2 separate regions of the Rattus norvegicus genome follow, and region 1 is linked to region 2. Evidence: chromatin contacts called from public Hi-C data. All regions are on one chromosome and are shown on one strand. The core of a region is the stretch at or near the end of the contact, and the rest is flanking DNA. Distances in the headings are between cores, read along the strand shown. Region 1 has its middle 380 kb from the start of Pik3r1. Region 2 has its middle 170 kb from the start of Pik3r1.

Region 1 (3,590 bases), core at 779-3,278, 210 kb after region 2:
TATTCATTCCTAAAAGGAAAGGGCAATTCACTTTAGATGAAGAGGTCAAAGAAATTCATCATTGAAGGTATATTGGGAATAAGTGATTCCTAGACTCAAATCATTGGATTCTCTCAAATACATTGATGTATTCTTGTTTTCGAGTCATAGTGGGAAGAAGGCAGGTTGAGCTAAGAAGGGTGGCAAGGAAGGCAGGTCTACTTGATGGGGTGAGCAGAGTGCTGCAAATTCAACTTGTATCGCCCTTCAAGCCAGCCATCTCTAACTAACCTTTTGGAGGATGATAACTTGACCTTTGATGGAGTATAAATTTGTCTCTGGTAAACAAAAGCTTGATTTTCAATGATGCTCCAAGATTTAGAGGGAAGAATTGAATGATTAATGAAAATCAATGAAACTGTTAGGACACAATTTTAGGTTCATTTTAGTTCTCAGAAATCCTACCTGTACTGTGTGGGTTTCGGGGATGATGTCAGGACAACAATCAAACAAACAACAATAAAACAAAAAGATGAATTTGGGCCACAGTAGACCAACTTATGACTTTTCAAAGGTTTCACTGTGCTGCTCCGTACCTGCTGGTCCTGTTTCCTAAACATATTCATCTATGGTTCTACTTATAATTGAATCTCTGCCGGTGGAAGATTGGACAATCGGCTCTGGTTTGAAGTCATAAGAGAGATCTGTAAGTCTCAGGAGCAGTCAGTAAATGGAGACACAAGTGTGATTAGCCCTATATTGAAAAAGTTATAGACTTCCCCAACAATTACTTCATTACACCCCTTTTGCTTTAGTGTGACTCTAGTCTGCATGGCACTAATGTACATATATGATTAATAATCATGCACATCACAGACATTACATATAATCTCATATATTCAATACTTTAAAAGAAATTTTTGGCTCTATCTGACAATCATTCTTTTAAAATGATTGTAAATTAGTACAAGACAAAGTGCCACCACTGTGCGGGAGTTAAACACACTTTTGAAATACCTCTTAAAGAAGAAATGGAACTGAGCTGAGCTAACAGTATCTGAGGCATAATGGGGAAATGGAGAAATCATTTAACCCCAACTCAGAGGTTGAACCTGCCCTGCTCATTCAGTTCCCAGGTAAAGGACACACAACTTTTATTATTTACAATAAGCCTCAACCAGCACAAGAGTTGGGCAGATATCTACCCTGTATGCTCTTAGAATCTACTTTCCTATTGATAACTACTAGTTATTACTTACTATACTTCATCTGGGCTGCTCTTAACTCCAATTGGCCAGCTCTCAGGGCCACAGTTTTATGACTCACCTAACCCATGGAAGCTTCTCCTCTGTTTACCTTCTCCCCTCTGCCTTCTGTTTCTCCTCTGACCTCCATCCTGAAAAGCCTACGTCTCTTCTGCCCAGCTATTGGCTGTCAGCAATTTTAGTTACCAATCAGAAAAAACTTGGGAGCAAGGTCACATAATGTCACTTGGATCTACATGTGGACTTTCTCACCTCTGGGGTCTTAAGGAACCAGTAATAGCATTAAAATACAAGCAGCATCAGACCAACCCACTATAGAGAAAAAAAGCGAAGGATTTGGAGATGTTACCTAATGCTCAAAATTAGCCTGTAAGCCTCAATAGGTCAAGAACTTGGTAACTTCCTGGAATGCTGGGAGTTGTGGTTCTTGGAAAATAACAAAGCCTCATGGGAAAGTACAGTGGCCTATAGGTTTATCCCTATAAGCCTCGGCTACATGTGACTCGGGGTCATTTTGGCTGGGAAATTCCAGGGACTGGGTCTGGCCAAAGTCCATCTCTTGGTCCATAGTTAATATTTAATAATGCTTGCTTTAAATTTGGCCACAATGCTGGAATTGGATTTTTTCAGGTGAATCTCAGGATTGACAACTACTGGTGGTTCATAGTGAAGCCTTAGTAGCATATTTGAGGTCTGGCACACCCAGATGCCCATGTGCAGTGTAACACAGGTAACATACAGTGTGTGGCATAGAACACACAGCACGTTCTCTGTGGTCTAGGCTGAAAGCTCTTACTGAGAAGCAGTAGCAAAGGTCAGAGGTGTAAAGCAGAAGGGAAGATGAACTCAGATGATAGTCAGAGAATAGAACACGTTTTCACAGTGATAAGACAGCTTCTGCGTGGTATCTTTGCAGATCCTGGAACTATTTGACAGGTTATCAAGTCATTCTTTCCTGTTGAGATCTATGTTTGAAAGGATCATGAAGTGTGTGGCCACCAAGGGGAATTATAAACCTTACAAGGCTGGCCCTCAAGGGCATTTCATTCCTAAAATAGAAAAAGTCTGTGGTGTTCTATGATGACAGAAGACCACCGAGACAATCTCCTCTCACCCAGGCTGATTTGCTAAACTTACACTTCTAAGAGGAAGAACAAGAGCACGAAGGAAATTGAGAACGGTAGAACCGTTTACAAAGGAAATCAAATGAAAAGGCACCCCAATTACATGCAGTAACTGTGGTCTGAGGAACTAATTAATCATGCTATTCAGGGAAGCCTATCTAGTGCTTTGCTTCCAGAGGTCTAGATGACAAATAGAATCTTGAAGAAGAAATATCTTGTCCGCTGTTTTTCTCTACTCTTGCTTATTTTTCTTAAAGCAAAGGCAGCAGTGCACTCTGAAGCCCATGATTGAATTCTCGAAGTCAGACGATGTGTTTAGGTGGTCGCCACTGCAGAGCTACGCTACGACTCAGGGTGACTTTCAGGAAGAAAACATATTTAAATACAAAATACAACCTAGATAGAAAACCTATGATGCCATAGTCCAGTACTGAAAAACAGAGTCTTTCCCTCAATTTAGATAATTAGCCTAGAAATATCTGTGACTATCTCTGGGTTGCCAGCAACACTGAACTTGGGTGCTACAGTTCCATGTGAAAACGTAGGTCAAACAAACCCAGCAGAGGGAGGGACAAGTCTTTTTGTTTTCACTTCTTCTTGTGGTGCTCCTGTTTATATTGTAAATTCTGTATACAGGGAAATCTTACATCTGGATGTGAAAGCTCAAAAGACTTACCTCAAGTCCAGATGCTGCATTCTCTTCACCTGTGAGATAACGAGGGGATATCCAAAGAAGCAATGGCGGATGTTCTGTATGAGGCAAAGTGCCTGGAACGGTCTCATCACGCTTCATATTTGTGATTCCTCTCTCCTGTCATGCAACCCCACCCAAGCTAGACTCTCCTTCAAAGGATCCTGAGAAATGTGCCTCAAACTTATCGCTTCTCCTCTTCCTTTGCTCTCTCCCTGATGATGAAGCCCACTGAATTGGCCTGACTTTCCTGTTAACTACCTTGACTTGTTTACAGGGAGAGAAATGGTGGAGACTGCAGCACTGGTATGAGCAGTGGTACAAAGCTCAGGTAGTAATAAGGAAGCAGCAGCAGGATTTACCAGAGGACTCAGTGTCTCCTTTGTCCTGTTCTAAAGGAACTCAGCAGTACAGAGTTGGCCTCAAACCTGAATTCACAGAAGGGGTTGGTTTATTTCATTCAAATAATGGACTTCTCACATGTCTCTTACTGCTGCCTTGCCAATGCAACGTGAGCACATGGCTCCGTGG
Region 2 (3,634 bases), core at 660-3,159:
TCAGAAACACCCCACCTTAGCTTCTCACAGAGCCCACAGCCTTTTCTTAAGACTCCTGGGGATGAGAGTGCTAGAAAAATGGAAGCCCTGGGCACACATTTTCCAGTCTCGAAAAACGTACAGCATTACTTTTGTTGTATTCTACTCCGTAGATGCGGATCTTGGAGACTGGGATTTAGTTGTAGAGATGTTACCTAGCAATGCGTAAGGTCTTGGGTTCGAGTCTCAGCACCTCACAAGAAAAATCCAGCTCATGCTCTAGGTAAGTAAGTACTTAGAGGGCAGGAAACCAGGAGGCACAGGTTACTGGGGCCATCAAAAGCAGTCTTCAGATTTAGTTGTGGTCAAAATGCAAGACACCCTTGTGCCATCCTGGGGGACATTTAAAAGCAAAGCTATAAGTATCAACTACATGACCAGTTGAAGAGATTGGGTTAACAGGACAACACCCTTTTGAGAATATAAAGCCCCTGACTGGGACCTCACTGGTGTCACTCCCATGGTATTTTTGCTTGTTGCTAATTGGCAAAAACAAAAAACAAAACAAACAAACAAACAAACAAAAAACAACCACAACCCCCCCCCACACACACACAACCTAAAATTTTATTCTGTTTTCCAAAGCAAAGCCACACCCAAAAACTTTCCGTGAGTCCAGCTCCCTCTAAATTCTAGGGCCCACAAGACAAGCAGGGAAGAAGAGGGTGAGCTCCTACTGTGACTCATTTGGTTGTTTCAACCACTAGGCCAGAAATTCTCAATCTGTGAGTTGTGACCGTTTTGGAGGGTTGAACAATCCTTTCACCTGGGTCACCTAAAATGATTTTAAAATATAGATATTTACATTATGATTCAAAACAGTAGCAAAATTACATTTATGAAGTAGCAACGAAAGTAATGCTATGGCTGGGGTGATCGTACAACATGAGGAACAACATGTATTAAAGGTCACAGCGTTAGGAAGGTTGAGAACGACTACTCTAGACGCGACGTTTAGTGCTTCTTGTCACCCTGACAGAATCTAGAGTCACCCAGGAGATAGGCCTCAAGGCACGTCTGTGAAGGACTGTTCTGATCCATGACCGTGAGCAGGGCCAATCCTGGAGAAAGCGTGGAGAGCACCACCATGCTGGTGTCCATTGTGCTTTCGGTCTGTCTCGGGACAGAATGTAACCAGCTACTTCCGGTTCCTGCCACTGTGTCTTTTCTGCCAGAATGGACCGTAACCTGAACTCTGAACTAGATAAGTCCATTCTATCTTAGGTTGCCTTTACCGAAGTATCTTACACAGCAACAGGAAAAGAAATTAAGACAATAAACTGTACTGCTCTGAGAACCTACATCTAGACTAAGCCCAGTATATAAGCCCTATTATGCCCTATGTGGCCAGTGTGGTAGGAAGAGGACACAGACCCCACCCAGCTGGATAGAACCAGACAAGACAGTAACTTCCTTACCTTGCTCTCTATAAAAATTTATTGCTTGAAAAATTAAATTCCCCTTGCTTAGAAGGAGAGTTCAAATTTAAAAATACGGACATACTGTGAACCAGGGGGAAAAGAAAAACGGTTATCTTGAATCCTAGTGTTCCAAGTCTTGTTGGCTTGTGGCCAAGCTTCAGGATGCTTCTTAGAGCTGTGTGGGGAATGCAAATAGGGATGTCTAAACCTCTTAAGGGCAGTCAGGAGGGCTGATGGCCTACGCTGCAGTGCACGCCGTGAATCTACCACACAAATAACTGCCCTCTTTGCACCACCAGCAGCGCCAGACTTTGGCCTAAGCCCAGTTCTGTATTTCGTCCAAGCTGCTCCTGGCCTTTAGTATTTAAGCCATTGCTTTGTTCTATACACAGGCTGCTATCGATTGGGGCTTCTTATCTCTGTCTCCACAGATAAGTTATACATTAGCAAGACTATTCAGGGGTGGCCTTTACAGAGGTAGAACATCTAACTCTTTGGTAACCAGGGTAGTACTCAGGGTCAGGAGGCAGTGTTGAGGAGTGCTGGGTATCTTGAAGGTATTTACAGAAGTGGTGTACAGAGGGGTCCAGGAAGACACTCCTAGGCAACCAGGTTGTGAGGAAACATGTCTCCTGTTCAGATCTGTGTCCCAGTTGTAAGTTGTATCCAGTAGAAGTTTTATTTTAGGGATGGTGTGTATGTGTGGTGTATGGTGTGTGTGTGTGTGTGTGTGTGTGTGTGTGTGTGTGTTATGTGTGGTGTGTGTGTGTGTGTGTGGTATGTGGTGTGTGTGTGTTTGTGTGTATATGTGGTATGTGTGCATGTAGTGTATGTGGTGTTTGTGTGTTTGTGTGTGTGTGGTATGTGGTGTGTGTGTGTGTTTGTGTGTATATGTGGTATGTGTGCATGTAGTGTATGTGGTGTATGTGGTGTGTGTGTGTTTGTGTGTGTGTGGTGTGTGTGTGTTTGTGTGTATATGTGGTATGTGTGCATGTAGTGTATGTGGTGTATGTGGTGTGTGTGTGTTTGTGTGTGTGGTATATGTGGTGTGTGTGTGTGGTATATGTGGTGTGTGTGTGGTGTATGTGGTGTGTGTGTGGTGTATGTGGTGTGTGTGTGTGGTGTATGTGGTGGGTGTGTGGTGTATGTGGTATGTGTGGTATATGTGGTGGGTGTGTCGTTTATGAGGTGTGTGTGTTTATGTGTGTGGTGTATGTGTATATGTATGTGGTGTGTATGTGTGGTATGTGTGTGGTGTATGTGGTGTGTGTGGTATGTGGTAGGTATAGTATGGTGTGTGTGTGTGTGTGTGTGTGTGTGGTATGCATGGTGTGTGGTAGGTGTGTATGGTGTGTATGTGGTGTGTGTTCACATACACAACAACCCCTTTAGGGATCGGAAGTCTGCCTTGTAGTCATTTCTACTTTCGGAGGCCAATGCGGGAAGTCTATGCTGGAAGCTTTTTAGCTTATTGTTTCCCTCATTTCGAGGCGAGGCTGCAACGTGACTTTAGCCACACGTACCCCTACCCTCAGCTAGAGGAGAGTGAGGCAAAGAGTGTGGGAATTAGCACAATCTGCTCCCGTTCTTGGGTCTCCCTTTGCTAACCTCTGAGCAGTGCATTACTGAGACAAGCCAGCGCTTGTTCACCGCCACTGCACTCCGGCTCAGGGTGCACTCTCTGCACTTCTTAGTCTGAAGAAAACAGAGAGAAAGCAAAGAAAAGAAAACCTTCCTGGGACCTGTCATGCATGTGAGGAGGAAAAAGAAACGAACAGAAATGTCAAAGCCGGAGCTTTGATGCTGATAAGATCTAGAAAAAGGAGGCTTCAATGTTTCTTTTCTTCAGCTGTTATCATATTTTCGATTCACACCCATTATTAAGTGTGAGAAGCACAGTCATGGATTATTTCAGGGAAGGGAGGAGCTAACTTTACTCACAGAACAAACGACCTAGGCTATTTCTAGTCATCTGGTCATCTCACTCAAATATGGTAAGGCCATAAATAGGAAATAGGCAGGGGGTAAAGAAAAAAAGTCCCCAAAAGAAGGAAGAGAGATGAACGGCTAGAAAGGCACACAGGTCATGTCTGTGGCCACCTTCCCAGTCAAACCTTTTATCAGTCCTTCTGGCTAGTGAAATGTCTGTTAAAGGTGTGTTTACATTAACAAAG

The links. Hi-C and Micro-C count contacts between places; a contact is called where the count stands out from the background.
Region 1: a Hi-C map of liver shows a contact between it and region 2, with 4 times the contacts expected there. The contact joins two enhancer-like sites. A contact is called at or near these places in 3 of 12 Hi-C or Micro-C datasets (kidney and liver).

The regions. Positions count from the first base shown.
Region 1 is chr2:35,074,818-35,078,407 of GRCr8, forward strand. No RefSeq gene overlaps it. Among named protein-coding and RNA genes, the nearest start is that of Pik3r1, 380 kb to the left of the region's middle. Within about 2 kb of position 2,029, at least 4 of the 93 cell types and tissues checked have an H3K27ac peak or open chromatin away from gene starts, as enhancers often do. A contact at or near this core is called in liver, where this site is marked.
Region 2 is chr2:34,861,047-34,864,680 of GRCr8, forward strand. No RefSeq gene overlaps it. Among named protein-coding and RNA genes, the nearest start is that of Pik3r1, 170 kb to the left of the region's middle. Within about 2 kb of position 1,910, at least 4 of the 93 cell types and tissues checked have an H3K27ac peak or open chromatin away from gene starts, as enhancers often do. A contact at or near this core is called in liver, where this site is marked.